Regions from separate parts of the Mus musculus genome. Here regions 2, 3 and 4 are each linked to region 1. A link is a contact called in public Hi-C and HiChIP or PLAC-seq data. All regions are on one chromosome and are shown on one strand. The core of a region is the stretch at or near the end of the contact, and the rest is flanking DNA. Distances in the headings are between cores, read along the strand shown.

Evidence for each region. A called contact is a pair of places that touch in the nucleus more often than the background predicts. HiChIP or PLAC-seq counts read pairs in DNA pulled down with a chosen protein or histone mark.
Region 2: an H3K4me3 HiChIP or PLAC-seq map of embryonic hindbrain shows a contact between it and region 1, with 4 times the contacts expected there. The contact joins two enhancer-like sites. A contact is called at or near these places in 1 of 15 datasets of contacts at CTCF or cohesin (large pre-B cells) and 6 of 115 datasets of contacts at active chromatin or transcription factors (SST interneurons, craniofacial prominence, embryonic basal ganglia and 3 more).
Region 3: an H3K27ac HiChIP or PLAC-seq map of large pre-B cells shows a contact between it and region 1, with 4 times the contacts expected there. The contact joins two enhancer-like sites. A contact is called at or near these places in 11 of 39 promoter capture datasets (the 3T3-L1 cell line, embryonic stem cells, frontonasal cranial neural crest and 6 more), 6 of 115 datasets of contacts at active chromatin or transcription factors (cardiomyocytes, differentiating embryonic stem cells, double positive thymocytes and 3 more) and 1 of 9 other capture datasets (adipose tissue).
Region 4: a Hi-C map of bone marrow-derived macrophages shows a contact between it and region 1, with 13 read pairs. The contact joins the promoter of Medag here to the enhancer-like site in region 1. A contact is called at or near these places in 1 of 484 Hi-C or Micro-C datasets (bone marrow-derived macrophages), 2 of 115 datasets of contacts at active chromatin or transcription factors (embryonic midbrain and large pre-B cells) and 1 of 9 other capture datasets (adipose tissue).

Annotation. Positions count from the first base shown.
Region 1 is chr5:148,829,736-148,833,363 of GRCm38.p6, reverse strand. No RefSeq gene overlaps it. Among named protein-coding and RNA genes, the nearest start is that of Gm36405, 22 kb to the right of the region's middle. Within about 2 kb of position 1,778, at least 51 of the 459 cell types and tissues checked have an H3K27ac peak or open chromatin away from gene starts, as enhancers often do. A contact at or near this core is called in bone marrow-derived macrophages and pre-B cells, where this site is marked.
Region 2 is chr5:149,501,952-149,505,579 of GRCm38.p6, reverse strand. Gm15997 (predicted gene 15997) reads left to right here. Exons shown (of 5, transcript NR_045423.1): 2 at 1,875-2,057. It also overlaps a transcript of Wdr95 not described here. Among named protein-coding and RNA genes, the nearest start is that of Wdr95, 25 kb to the left of the region's middle. Within about 2 kb of position 1,964, at least 25 of the 459 cell types and tissues checked have an H3K27ac peak or open chromatin away from gene starts, as enhancers often do.
Region 3 is chr5:149,429,609-149,433,236 of GRCm38.p6, reverse strand. It overlaps Medag (mesenteric estrogen dependent adipogenesis), which reads right to left. Exons shown (of 5, transcript NM_027519.4): 5 at 1,514-3,450. The coding sequence ends at 3,326. Among named protein-coding and RNA genes, the nearest start is that of Tex26, 8.2 kb to the left of the region's middle. Within about 2 kb of position 2,091, at least 9 of the 459 cell types and tissues checked have an H3K27ac peak or open chromatin away from gene starts, as enhancers often do. A contact at or near this core is called in pre-B cells, where this site is marked.
Region 4 is chr5:149,409,682-149,413,309 of GRCm38.p6, reverse strand. It overlaps Medag (mesenteric estrogen dependent adipogenesis), which reads right to left and starts at 1,561. Exons shown (of 5, transcript NM_027519.4): 1 at 1,055-1,561. The coding sequence starts at 1,332.

The DNA.
Region 1 (3,628 bases), core at 529-3,028:
GTTACCTACCTTCCTTCCTTCCTTCCTTCCTTCCTTCCTTCCTTCCTTCCTTCCTTCCTTCCTTTTCCCCTCTTTTAGCTTTCTTAAAGTAGAAGGCTAAATTATTGGTCTGAGATTTTCCTTTGGGGGAAAAATGTGTATTTGAACATGTATGTGTGAGTGAATGTCTCTGTGTATGTGTGTGTGTGTGTGTGTGTGTGTGTGTGTGTGTGTGTGAGAGAGAGAGAGAGAGAGAGAGAGAGAGAGAGAGAGAGAGGAGAGGAGAGAAGGGAGAGAGAGCACATGAGTGTGAGCCAATTCTTGACCGTATCTGTGTGAACAGCTTGCATGTTTCCTTGAAGGCCTCTTTTCTTGGGGCTAGTGAACTCGTCCAAGAGCAGTGTCTCAATAAACCTGCTTCATACATACATACATACATACATACATACATACATACATACATATACATACACATATACATATATATATCTGGCTTGAAGTGGCTCATTTTACTGGCAGAGAAATAACTTATCAGATTCCAGCACCAGGTAAGGACACTGAAACTTCCTGTCTCGTGGAGGGAACAACTACGGAATTCTTGGACTTTCCTTTAGTGGGCGCACAGGTGCTCTCTCTCTCTCTCTATCCCCCCCCCCTCTCTCTCTCTCTCTCACACACACACACACACACACTGATTTTATCAGTTCCATTCCATTAGAGAACCCTAATTCAGATGGGTAGTGAAGATGATTAGAGAAAGTATCTAGGTATTTAATCCTCAGGAGATAAGGATATCTGAGCAGCACCAGGAGCCCAGGTTGGGTCAGGAGCTAACCCAGGTGACCGCCATCGTATACAGAGGGAAGGGGACTCGCAGGGCTCCTGAATCAGAGCTGCAAGTGGACAGGAAAGCTAACTGCGACGAGGTCGGAGAAACCAGAGGCTTCAAACCATGTGAGACTATTCAAACCATGTGAGACTAACAGGGGAGTTTGCTTTCGGGATGGATTTGTATATCAGAGAGACAAGAACCCGGGAAGCCAAATAGGTAACAACCTGGAAAGAGGCCAGTGGTGGCTACGCTGAGGTAGTGGCTGGGAGCAAGTGGTCAGCCATCGACCTCTGAGTGTATTTTAAAGGTAAGGTCACGGGGCTGCTGATCACGTGGGCTAGTGCGTGGAGAATTAAGATGGTCAGGGGTGAACCCAAGATGTGGAAATGAAGGAGTTGCCTTCACTGTCCGAAAGAGTCGGGAGAGGAAGTCGGACTTAGCAAGGGCAGGTGCTGAGCCTGGAAGCACGCAGTTTGCATCCAGTATCCTTGTGGCGCCTTCTAGCGGGTGGACAAACAAGTCTGTCGCTAAGGAAAAGCCTGAGCGTATGAATGGTGTTTAAAGCCACGAGCTTTCAATGAGCATGAGTGGGTATAAGAAAGGATCAATAGTGGCCTCTTGCTTAGCGTGGCAGGGACAGAAACTGCAGACGCCAACAGCGTGGGCGACGACCTCTCCATATCTCCTCACTGAGTCTCTCCATCAGCAATATCCACACTGCCGACCCAGCAGCAAGCCAACAAAACAACCAACCAGCAGGGGGTGCTACTGAGCGCCCCTCTCCACCCTCTACCTTCGCTCTGCTCATCTCGGAACCATCTCCTGGCAGAAAAGGGAGCAGGGAAGTATGACATTAAATTTCAAAAGCTCTCTCTTAAATAAATAAACTCGAAGTAAATGGTGTTTGCCGTTTGAATGGGCAAGCTTCAGTTTGTGCTCAAATGAATTCATGTGGCTTCAGCGCTTCCCCTGGGATGTTGAGCAAGTGAGCTTTCATTTTCACTGTGCGTTAGGCCAAGAATAGGAGGAGGGGGCCCTGGGATCTGGACTCATTTAAATCCTGCGTGAAAGGGATCAAGGCCACTAGCAGTGGTAAAGACCCAAACAGACACTGTAGCGTCTGCCAGAGTCCCTCCTTCCATATTTCCCTGGCTATTAGGGTTGGTCCGCCCTCTGTCTCCCCAGCCCTTGAAGGACTACAGCCCCTTGCGCTTCCCCTGGGAGAGGGCTTTGTTCCTAGAGCACGTTTTGCCCCGGGAGCCTTGCTCTCCCACAGAGATGCTTTTCAAGCAATTGCCCAACTCAACCAAGCTTCTGCTTCCTTGTCTTCTGCCTGCAGTCTGTGGTCACAGATTTGAAAGACTTAATAGACAGACAGACCCGTTTGTCTCTCCCCGAGTGAGGAAATGAAGATTTCCACTTGGCGCTGTGTTTGTCTTGAGAACAAGACCAAGCAGAAAATCGCTCCCGTGTTGCCCAACTGCCGTCCTTGGGAAGAAAATTTTATATTTTTTTTCTTTGCAAAATTTTATTCAGACATTTTGGGCTATTATTTGCTTAAACCTTCCCCACTCTTTCTCCTCCCTGACCAACCCTGGTTTTGAGATGGAAAAATAAACTAGCCCCAGTATCAATGAACACCAGTGACTGTTTTCTTCTTTCATTATTTAAAAAAAAAAAAAAAAAAAAAAAAGCCATGTTTTGTCACAGGCTATTAACGAGTCACTAGGTGCTCAGGAAGTTTTCAATGCCTTTTCTTTTCCTAAGTTCACCCCTGCACCAAACACGGTGCCCACAGATACTGACAACTTCCGTCTACACAGCAACCCAGCAAGCTTTCTAATCCCGTTGGACCGATGAAGCAACTAAAGGCAAAGGATTTAGGGATCTTGCCTTAAGGCGGCCCTCAAGCCTGGTCCAGGAGCTCCTGCTTCGCAACAATGTCTGCATCCGCCCCTAAGATCAATGAGCTCTGCATCCTCCTAAGATCAATGAGCTCTGCACCCTCCTAATATCAATGTGCCTTGTTTTCTTGGAGTTTGTGCAGTTTGCACAACACTCATAATTTGAGTCAAAATACATGGGCTTTGTCAGAATTGTAGCACAGTGTGCTAATTACTAAGGAAGTGCAGCACAGACTCACGTTATCCTTTACACTAAGAGACTCAGACTTACGGAGGGTGGCAAGGCTTAGAATGCCCTTTAAAGGGCTTATCTTGCAGACCAGAGACCCCCAACCACTTTTGAAATCACTTGAACATTTTGGACGATGAAATGAAACAAGTGATCCAATTGACTTTCCCGTTGCTGTGATAAAATGTGCTGATCAAAAACAGCTCGGGGAGAAAGGGTTGACTGCACCGTTCTCTTGTATGTCACTCCATCATTGAGAGGGGTCAGGGCAGGAACCTAAGGCAGGAACTGAAGCTGATACTGTAGAGGAATGCTATCCTCTGGTCTGCTCTCACTGATTCATGGAGTGCCTCAGCTTTCTAAGCTACCCATATCAGTTTTTTTTTTTTTTAAAGCCTCCATTTTGCTCTCAAGAACTACGGTGCCTCCCATTATCAGCAGTTCTGAGTCAACGAAGGCATGCGTGAGCTGGTTCCCACCCATCAGGCTATCACAGGCACACTTTTCATTTTTCTTATGCACATTTTTATTGTCTCTTTGCTATGAGCTGACTGTATGCACCAGAAAGCACGCATCGGTGCTAATGCAATAGGTGGGAGGTAAAGCTTAGTGCAGCAGAGGGAACTAATGCATCAGGTGGGAAGTTGTAGGACCGAATGCACCAGGCATGATTTGAGCTTCAAG
Region 2 (3,628 bases), core at 715-3,214, 670 kb before region 1:
AAGTACCTAGAATGGTATAAAAACTGGCTGGAGAAAACTAAACCCCACTTCAGCCTCGGCACTGGCTGGAGTCATGTTATAATGCTGTCTAATTGTCATTTTCTTTTCAATCCTCCCTCCTTTCCTTGAGACCCTCTTTGGCTGACTGAGCTGGCTTGGTCACCAGGGACTTGTGAAAGAGAGTCGTGGAGAGGGTTTTCAGCGGTGAGGGGCTTGTACGGTAGGTGGAGTCACGGGAACCCTTCCACCTGCCCCTGGACTGTAGCCACACCCTAAAGTATAAGGAGTCTTCAGCTTCCACCCTCCCTCTGCAATCTGAGTTCACACTCCCGTGAGCTGGAGCCCTTTGCAAGCAGGAGCCCTGTGGACCTCACTCTGCCACCGTGGCCACCACCCCACTGCCACAGCAGCAGTAGCAGCAGCAGCAGCAGCAGCGTCCATGTTCCTGCTGTGTACTTTGCCCTGTGAGTTAGTCCAGTGCAGTCAAGACTCAATTTAGATGAATAAGAAAACAAATATACCATTTAATCCAAATAAAGTATGCTTGAAAAGTACTCAGACTAATTTTCCTCCCGTGGCCCTTCCTTGGTTCCGGAAGTCTTTTCTACAAGACAGCATCCTCTAAGCTCTCGGCATGAAGCCACACAAAGTGTACCTCTGTTTACACACATGGGCTCTAATGCTTTAAGACTCCAACGCTGGCCTCACACTGCAAATGTGTGTGCTTGTGTGACCCCAGGCACGGAGCTGCATCTCTTCACACCACGACTGCTCACTTTTTGCTTGCGTACTTACCCAGTTCCAACGATTACTTTGTTGTACTGTGGCATGCTGACAATGTCTGTCACCCAGCGGGACTTCCGGCTGGTGGACTTGCCCTACAGAATTGAGAGGTGAAAATAAACAAATGTATATGCCTTTAAAAACCTATATTTATTTAATTTAAACTTATTTCATTTTTACTGAAAAGAGTCTACTTTTGTCTCACGTGCATGAGTGTTGGTCTGCATGTATATATGTACGGGCACTACATGCGTGTTTGGGGGGCTCAGATGCCAGAAGAGGGCATCTGGTCCCCTCAGAGATACAAATGGTTGTGAGCCACCATGTGGGTGCTGGGAATGGAACTCAGGTCCTCCAGAGGAGCTGTCAGTGCTCTTAACCACAGAGTCATCTCTCCAACCCCCATAGTTTTCTTTAATTGATTTTTTCTTTCAAGGGGAGGAACTTGGTACATTAGAAGAGCTAATTCAATGCTCTCCCCTAGAAGGGGCTGAGAAGTTTAGTTGTAACTTCTAGTTCTAAGCTCCCTGGGGGCAGAGCCTGCACGTTCTGTCCTCGTTCTGTCTTCAGCACCCAGCACAGAGCCTGTTTTACCACAGGAGCTCAAATGTTTGTTGAATGAGATGGGTAGGGGGTGGGCAGAAACGGGCTGGACATTCTTTCTCCTAATAACACTTCCCAAATGCATGCTGGCTTCTGAGTTTCTGATTAGTGATTCTGATGGAAAACCTTAGCAGAACCGCCTCCCGGACACAACCATGGAGGGGGTGGGGATCCCGTTCCATCTGTCATTCAGTAAGACACATGATAAATTACATGACTGAAGAAGCCTGCGTAATTCATCACTTCATCTGAATTTAGAAGCGAAAAAGAAGCATTTATCTCGGGCTCCTCGTGGGGCTTGCATTTTATTCACATCCCCTAGACTCGCAGAATCTGCCGCGGATATATTATATTCAAGGGCACAATTTATGTAATCACGCCACTTAAGGAGCAGTTTAAAATAGCAAATAAAATCAAACCGTGGCACTCAGCATCCTTATCAAATGAAAATCACATACAAAAATCGGCTTCTTTCTTTTCAACTTCAGCTGCAGGGACCAGAAATAAATAGTTCCGTCTTCTCGGAGGGTGATTAAGGTGTCATCGGGCAGAGGGAGAATGCGCAGCACGGGTCTCCCATATGTCAGCCTCTGCTGAATGGCAGGCAGCAGGAGAGAGGCCTCCGCTTGCCGAGCTGCCGCCTTGGCTTGCTCCGAGTACTCCAGCTGCAGGTATGTGCAGAAACTGTCCTGGAGAGCAAGGGACAACTGGTCAGGCCCTCTGTCATTTTGGTTTTCAGAAATTCTCTTCACCAGGGAATGTATAAAACTCTTCTTTCGGGCATTACTAGAATTATTAGCACACACTTGGGGAGCTGTTACTGCAGGGTACTCTCAGCTGGGCCTGGTGCTCTGTTGCCAGCTGTCTGCCTTTCTTCCTATGTCTTCCCTCTTCCTCTAAAGGTGGTCTGGGAGTGAAGTGGGCACCTCAACAATGGTGGCAGTTGTTTCTAGCCATGTACCATGCCTGACCCTCACGATGTGGGCCTTCACCTCAATTCTCACCAGGATTATAATTTAATCTCATTTTATAAATCAAAAGTCTCAACCGTGGAAGAGCACAGTGACTCACTTAAGAACAATGCTTGCTCATTATCTTCTGGTCCCAGGCACTGTGGGAGCCACAGGTTACCGTGTAGACACGCCTAAGTCTGCACAAGAGCTACACCACACAAATAATCAAAAAACTGGCACAGAAATGGCATCAAGAAACCTCAGTCACTGCCGGGTGGTGGCGGTGGTGCACGCCCTTAACCCCAGCACTCGGGAGGCAGAGGCAGGTGGATCTCTGAGTTCAACGCCAGCTTGGACTACAGAGTGAGTTCCAGGACAGCCAGGGCTACACAGAGAAACCCTGTCTCAGAACAAGAAAGGCCTGAAGAAGATGCAGGCCAGCAATGCAAACGGAGTGAGCATACCACAGAGGCCATCAAGGCCCTGGTGAAGCCTAAGGCCGTCAAGCCCAAGATGCCAAAGGGCCCCAGTCGCAAACCCAGCTGGCTCACTTTCATCACTCACCCCAAGCTTGGGAAGTGGATTCAAAGCTATATGGTAAGGGCCATAGGCTCTACCAACCAAAGTCCAAGGTTCATAGCACGGCAGAGGCTTTAGCTTCAGCTCAGGTTCTCAGTGTGCCCAGAACCCTGTAAAGGCCCTATAGAAAAAGGGTTCTACCTGCCAATGTAAAGAGAGATGGACTGGTGTGGTGGGCATACCTCACACTATTTTCAGATGACCAGCATCCTATGCTGTTTTTACTAATACACTTGAGGCAAGATCTGTTTAAGAAAACAAAACCAACCAACCAACTAAACAACCAACTAACTAACCAACCAACCAACCAACCAACCAACCAACTAATCAACCAACCAGCTTACCAACCAACCAACTAACCAACCAACCAACCAAATAGAACAAATACCTAAGAATTGGCTGTCCCGGGACTTGTGCCCCTGTCTACTGGACTTTATGTGCCTCCCCTAGGATTTTAGCAGGACGCCCATAAAAAGACACTTTGTGGCTTAAGAAAAGGAAGGTAGCCCTTGAACCTGAGATATGGAGGTGGGAAGCTTTGAACTTAAGGAATGTCTAACTCTTCTCCATGTCTCCCAACCCCCCATTTTGCTAGCTTTCTTTTTTGTGGGTGGGGCCTTGAGTGCGCCTTTAAAGACCAGGTGAGAATGGCAAGCTCTTACATCTGACTGGGCTGGTGAATTGGCCAGAGGTCTGAGTAGAGATGGCTT
Region 3 (3,628 bases), core at 842-3,341, 600 kb before region 1:
TCTCCCTTCTTCCTTCCCTCCCTCCCTCCCTCTCTCCCTTCTTCCTTCCCTCCCTCCCTCCCTCTCTCCTTCCTTCCTTCCCTCCCTCCCTCCCTTTCTCTTTTCCATCTCTCTTTCTCTCTCCTTGGGTATTTGCTTATTTTGACACAAGACCTCACATATCCCAGGCTAGCCTTGAACATGCTATGTAACTATGAGTTCTTGGTCCTTCTCCCTCGCCTCCTGAATGCTGGGATTATCCGATACTCAGTTCTGCAGTTTTGCTTTAAGAAATTGCACAGGGTTTTTGGACCTTCTTAGGCGCGCTATCTAGGACGAAGCAGTTAAGTGGAGACTCGGTAAGTAGCAGAGCTGCAGCCCAAAGGCTGTGAACACTTGCAGACTTCCTCTTGCTGCAGAGAGGTCTCTCATAGTTAAACCCAAAGGTGACTAAGTAAGACCCACCTGCATTAAAGAGGACTTTCCTGCCTTACTCAAAATTCAGCAATTTCGTGTTGACTTTCCCAGAAGCATCCAGAATGATGCTTGACCAAATCTAGTCTCCTTAGTTCAGCCATGCAGGCACATGGAATGGGCCACCACAGACCTTGGACCTTCCTGAGGCCTTCTGGATCTCAGTGTCACGAAGGCCATGGCAGCTATGGAGCCCTAGAAAAAGTCACTGTCCCCAGATAGAAATTCTCAGAAAACAACCATGGAATTAGAAGGAGTAGAAGGGTTATCAGGTAACAGGGGAGGCAAGTGCATATAATTGAAACACATTGTGGACATGTATGAAATTATCATGAAACCCATCATCAGTATGTGTAGTTAATATATGCTAATCAAGATGCAAGATCAGGTGACTGCTGATAAAGTATCAATAGGAGCTTGGGTGACCACAAGCCGTAAAGCCATTGTACAGTGTGAGAACTTGACACAGCTGGAGTTATCACAGAGAAAGGAGCTTCAGTTGAGGAAATGCCTCCATGAGATCCAGCTGTAAGGCATTTTCTCAATTAGTGATCAAGGGGGGAAAGGCCTCTTGTGGGTGGGACCATCTCTGGGCTGGTAGTCTTGGATCTATAAGAGAGCAGGCTGAGCAAGCCAGGGGATGCAAGCCAGTAAAGAACATCCCTCCATGGCCTCTGCATCAGCTCCTGCTTTCTGACCTGCTTGAGTTCCAGTCCTGACTTCCTTTGGTGATCAACAGCAGTATGGAAGTGTAAGCCGAATAAACCCTTTCCTCCCCAACTTGCTTCTTGGTCATGATGTTTGTGCAGGAATAGAAACCCTGTGTAAGACAGTCATCCTACAGACTTTGTACTATTCTTACATGCCGGTTGTCCACACCAGGCCATGTGCATGTCCAGTTTGGAGCCTCTTTCAGCCAGGAAGAGTTTTCACCAATTTATAGATTTGCCAATCTTAATTTGAAATATTTGTCAATAAGATACACTATCATCCAGTGTGTTTTAACTTTTGGATCAACTAAAAAAAGATTTTTTTAAACAAGGGACCCACAATGCCTGTTAGTAGGACTTTTTTTTTTTTAAGATTTATTTATTTATTTAATGTATGTGAATACACTGTAGCTGTCTTCAGACACACCAGAAGAGGGCATCGGATTCCCATTACAGATGATTGTGAGCCACCATGTGGTTGCTGAGAATTGGACTCAGGACCTCTGGAAGAGCAGTCAATGCTAATAACTGCTGAGCCATCTCTCCAGCCCAACTAAGACATCTTAATGATGAAATTAACTTCCCAGATCTTCAGTCCATTTCCTGGGGTGATTACTGACTATTTTCTCAGTTCAGTTTCAAAAGAAAATTGTCAATGTTATGAATAGTTTTTATTTCCTTTGGGAAGAGTTTAATTCTTGCTGTGTACCCAAGGTTTATTTCTGCTGATTGGAGAACCGGTTAGAATTTATTATTTTCCTTTTTACTGAATTTAATAACATATTTATCCTCCTATGACGAAGTGACACTTTCTTTTCTCCTTCTCAACCTTCATTTTCTTTCTCCAAATACTCTATGGCTTCTCTCTCTAAGTCCCTTCTTGAGGTAGCAGCTGTTAAAGCCACAACCCTCCCATTCTTAGTGTTCCACAGAGCAACCACACCACCCACAGACCTCAAGGGGCTACCCTGTACCTTTTTTTAGCCACAAATTAAATCCATTACAAGTTGAACGCTAAGAAAACTTTTAATTGTGCATATGTACTAGGTAGCATCTCAGATACAAATGGCTGGCCATCAACCTTGCTATCAAAATATGTAGTGTGGGAATATGTTTTTAGAAGGACAGAAAAGATGCCACTAGGGGCCCATAAATCTGCCTTCTTATGAGTATAGGTGCAAATTTACATGTGCAATGATGCAGGTTTGTTTTTATTAGACAGTCTCCTGTAGTAACAGAGCAAGTTGGCCTTGAACTCCTGATGTAGCCAAGGGTGGTCTTGAACTCCTCATTCTACTTCCTCCACCTCCCGAGTGCTAGAATTACAGGCACCAGGCCCGGCCACTCACGCAAACTTTTATATGTGGATTGGATCATTTTTTTCCCCTTTCAGTGAATCCCACTGGAGCTGTGGGGCAGAAAGCGCCCTGATGTCCAGTGTACCATGGTAATGGCTTAGTTTCCCTGGGCTCTTTTTCTCATATTAAGATTGTTAAAGTGTATTTCAAACACCAACTACTACGGTGTACCTGTAGGGAGGAGGACCCTCCCTTGTCACTGGTTGATTGGCACCCCACCTGGCTTTACATTTCAGGGAGGGCTCATCCTGGTGGCCTGCAGAGATCCTTCAGCAGCCAGTATCTTGAATGTTCATTCCAGTGGCAGGTTGGACATCAGATTTGTTTCCCAGGGAAATATCAGTACTGGCTTTACCTGACATATTTGCAAGAGAAGAGTTTAGCCCCAAGGCTTGCTGGGGCTGCTGGCTGCAGAGGGCCATTCTGTGATCCAGGATACATCACAGGTTAGCATCCCAGTCAGATGCCTCCCACAGAGGTTGCCAGGAGGGTCTTCAGAGTGCCAGGGTACTAAGCAAAGTTCATGGGTGCTTGGTTACCCCTGAAAATTCCTCAGAGAAGTGTTCAATGTCAATGACACCCTATGCCACAGAGACAAAATCCTTCCATCCCATAATCATAACCTTGACGGAAGCCACTGGGCCTGCCAGTGCCTAGGGATGGGAAAGGGGGTCCTCTATAGAACCTTGGAGGGCCAGAGGCTGGCAAAGGGATAGAAATGTCCACTCCCTGCCTTCTTTTACCCCTTTAACCCACTGTGTGCCACAGACCCCCAAAGGGCGACAGCTTGAATGTTCAGACCAATCAGATAAGTTGGCTGGATGTCTCTTCACATTCCAGAAGACTTGGAAATGAGAATTCTGCCAAAAGTGGTTCTGTAACCGATGATCTGGGTGACAGATTGCAGTTGAAAACGTCATCTATTGAACCTAAAAACACAGTAAATAAGGCATTCATTTAACCATCACTACAGAAAGAAAGAGTGTCTCTGAAACTCATCCAAAACAGCCATTTCAGCAATTAGCAGGGAATCCTGGCTTCCACGGGGACACTCAAAAACTAAGCAGAAGTGCATTGATTTCTGCTTATCTGTGCTATGACTGTTGG
Region 4 (3,628 bases), core at 312-2,811, 580 kb before region 1:
CAAGGGAGCTAGGAATCCAAACTCAAGTCCTCTCACTTCAGGCACTGAATCATCTCCCCAACCCCAACCTGTTTCTACCATAGCTCTTTCCACTGCCCCCCTCTTACAAATTAGCATTTTTATTTCCCATCCACAGAGAAATTCTCAGTAGGGACTATTTTTCTCCGACATTCAGAACTCATACCATCTCGAGGGTCCTACCTGCATGCAGTTGGAAGAATGCACCAGCAGTGTCTAGCCCTTTGGCTGCACCCTAGCCCAGTGATAAATACATCGTATCTTCACAATCGGGCCGGCTGCGGATCGCTCAGACTCCAGACTCACTTGGTTCTGGGGCACTGAGCACCCTATTATACATGGATGAGGGCCATGTACCCTATTCCTTCAAGGTGACCCGGTAATGCTGAGATCAAAGTTGGCTTCCACATCCTTGCCAGCTTCAAGCCTACCAATGGACGTCTGAGTCCTCTTGGCCACGACAGCTCCTGAGGACCACTGGATAAAGGCCAGGGTCTCACAGTGCTCTGCAAAAAACCACGAAGCTATCTTTGCCCTTATTTCTGCCCAAGCTGTCTATTCACCCAAGAGCCAACACGGGGTCTGGGGTTCTGGGGGCCCTTTTTCTTCTTCACTATAGTTGCTTGGTTTAAGAAACACCGAGAGAGCAATTACTCTGGGAAAATGAACTATCTGCATGCTCCAGCTGCATAAAGTTATTCTCGCTCATAACTAAAGCTAGGTGCGAGGATCCGCATCCAAGACATCTCCTGAGGGTTGTGCCTGCACACTGAGCTCATCCGACCTAGTTTAAGGGCAGAATGGAAAAAACTTGCCACCAGCTTGTTGGGTGGGACTGAGTGTGCTTCCCACCCGATCCTCCCTACATTCTCAGCAAAACGCCCTAGTTACCTGCTTGGGGGCTGGGGGGAGGAGGGTTCGGGCTGTAGGGTGGCAGGTAGGTTATCTCCATCTCCAGTCCCCAGTCTACCAGAGACAGGGCAGCAGCCAGATAGAGGATTTGCTCCAGGCTAGAGCACACGGTGTGGCCACCTACCTCTTGATGTAGCTGCTGAGGCGATAGAGCTGCCCTTCTAGGCGCACAAGGCCGTCCCCGAAGACGTTGAAGCCCCCACGTGCGGCCGCGGGTTCCCCGGGCCCGGGCACCAGGAGCTGCTCACCGCGCAGTTGGAAGGCACCAGGCTGTAGGCGGAGCAGCTGCGACAGGGGCAGCAGGGCCAGCTCGCAGTCGCACGTCCACAGACTGCGCAGCTCCCCGGATGAAATGGAGGTCAGGCTGGGTCTGGCCACAGGCTCGCACGCTGCAGTGGCCATACTCAGGCTGTGGCTCTGTCCCCTTCCTACCCTGAGGGTCGCTAAGTGGGAGGAGTAAATCTGTGGTCTGTCCCGAGCTACCTTGGGCTGCGTGCAAGTAGTAAGTAGCTCAGGAGCCCTCTTGTCACCTTGAAGGTTGCCCACCCTTGTGGAGCGCTGCAGGCAGGACACTGAGAAAGCGGTCCCCGCGCTGCGCAGCCCCTTTTATCAGGCACCAGGCACGCCCCTCCGGCCCCCAGGCAGGACCCCAGATGCTCCTCCGCTCCGGCAGAGCAATCAGTGTTTCATAACTTGGCATGCTCCCACCTCGCCTGCTCACAGCCAAGACTAACTTAGTCATCCCACTCGGGTCAGACACTCAGCCCCCGCGCGGGGCCCTCCCTGCCTGGTCCACACTGCATGGTGCAGCATCCTCCCCACGACAGATGCCCAGGCCTGGCTCAGCGCCGATTAATCCCTCAGGTACCACAAAGCGTTCCTGACCACTTCTCCACCTGGGGCCCAGGGGCTGTCAGCTTAGGCTGGGAGTTGCTGCATCCGTATCTACATCCCCCATTCTATGCCTCATCTGTCTGCAGCTCACTCCACCTCCACCTAGATGACCCAGCTTTTCCTTCTCTCAGCACTTCCTGGAGCGGGTTCCCACCCAGCATCCTTCCATGAAGGCCTGCCACTTTCCCAAAAGGTTTTCCTGCATCCCCTGTGCACTCCAGACCTTGACCCTCTTGCTTTTCGCTGCCCGGTGGCCCCTTGACAGCTTTGTGCTTGGATTCAAGCGGGAAGTCCCCTAGCAGGCCTTCCCAGCCCTAGTCCCAGAATCTGTTAATTTGCTCAGTTTATAAATATTTGAGTGCTCTGGCTACGTGCTCACACGTCTCCTGAGGGATGAAAAGACTATTCCTTTCAATTTAATTAAATGACTATTTCCAGCCTATCTAGTAGAAGATGAAGAATAAGCTAAATCCTGAGAATGTGGGTGGATAACCACAACCCCTGTTATCATCCAACTTGTAGTCTAACAGAGGAGCAGGCATGTGTTCCAGCAATTACATTGACTGAGTCTCTGCTCTCGGTAAGCTGGCATGAGACTCCAGGCAGCGCCGAGAGGTAAAATTTAGAGTCTATCTTCAGTTTGTCTCTGAGAGCCTCCATAGAGCCTGGGTTTAATTGATTCAAACAGAAGCATTTCTGCTACATTTCACTTTTGCCATTTACTTTTGAAGGTTTTAAGTTATTTTTATTTGTGTGTGTGTGTGTGTGTGTGTGTGTGTGTGTGTGTGTATGAGTGTTTGCATGTATGTATGCACACCTCATAACCACCGAACCATCATCTCTCCAGCACCCTCACCCCAGGTGTTGTAGAATTTTTATTCTGCTTGCTTCATTTGATGGTAAGAAGCACGTTGTGTTTCAAACAGCACTGCCTTGGTAAACTATTTCAAACCACTAAGCTATTTTCCATCAAAGGAATGCACTCTTCTTTGTCTAGACTTTCCTTTACTGCAACATTAAAATCACTTTGTTTTCTCTTACTATGGTAACACACCATTACACTTTCCATCTTTTCTGCACTCCCTCCCCTCTCAGAAATGGAGTTGCTGGGATAAGTGACAGGAGACAATGCAAGGCTTATGCTTATAGTTAAGAGGTGACAGCCTGAAGATCTAGCCATCCTCATGTGCCCATACTTGGGTAATAGTGATGTCATCAAGGCACAGGGGCAGCCTTCTAGCCTCAGAGCTTTAAATGGCCCTGTTGGGTGCCTGGATGGTCAGCTTTGATTGTCAACTTCACACAACCTAGAATCACCTGAATGGATAATCGTCATTGATGGATTATCTACACCAGGTTGGATTGTGATTATGTTTGTTGGAAATTGTTTGATTTAATTAATGTGGAGAGATGTACCCCAAATATGGGCAGTGATTCTGATAGCTATAAAGATGAAGGTGCATGGAAGAAAGAAGGCTCTGCCTATTTTGGCTTTCATTCTTGCTGGTGAATCCATCTACTCTAAGCTGCTGCTGCTGCTGCTGCTGCTGCTGCTGCTGCTGCTGCTGCTGCTGCCTCCTTCCATATAAGAACAATGCTCTTCTGGCTTCTAACATGGACTGAAGACCAGCACTCCCCAGGAATCCTCTAGGTCTCTGGCACCAGATTGGGACCACTGAGGCACACTGCTTCATGGTCTAAGCAACTACAAAGTGATTAGCCTTTTTTTTTTTTACCCCAACCATATGGCATAAGTCAATATCATACTTCCTCTTTGCAGCAGGGATTCATTTTATTGGTTCAG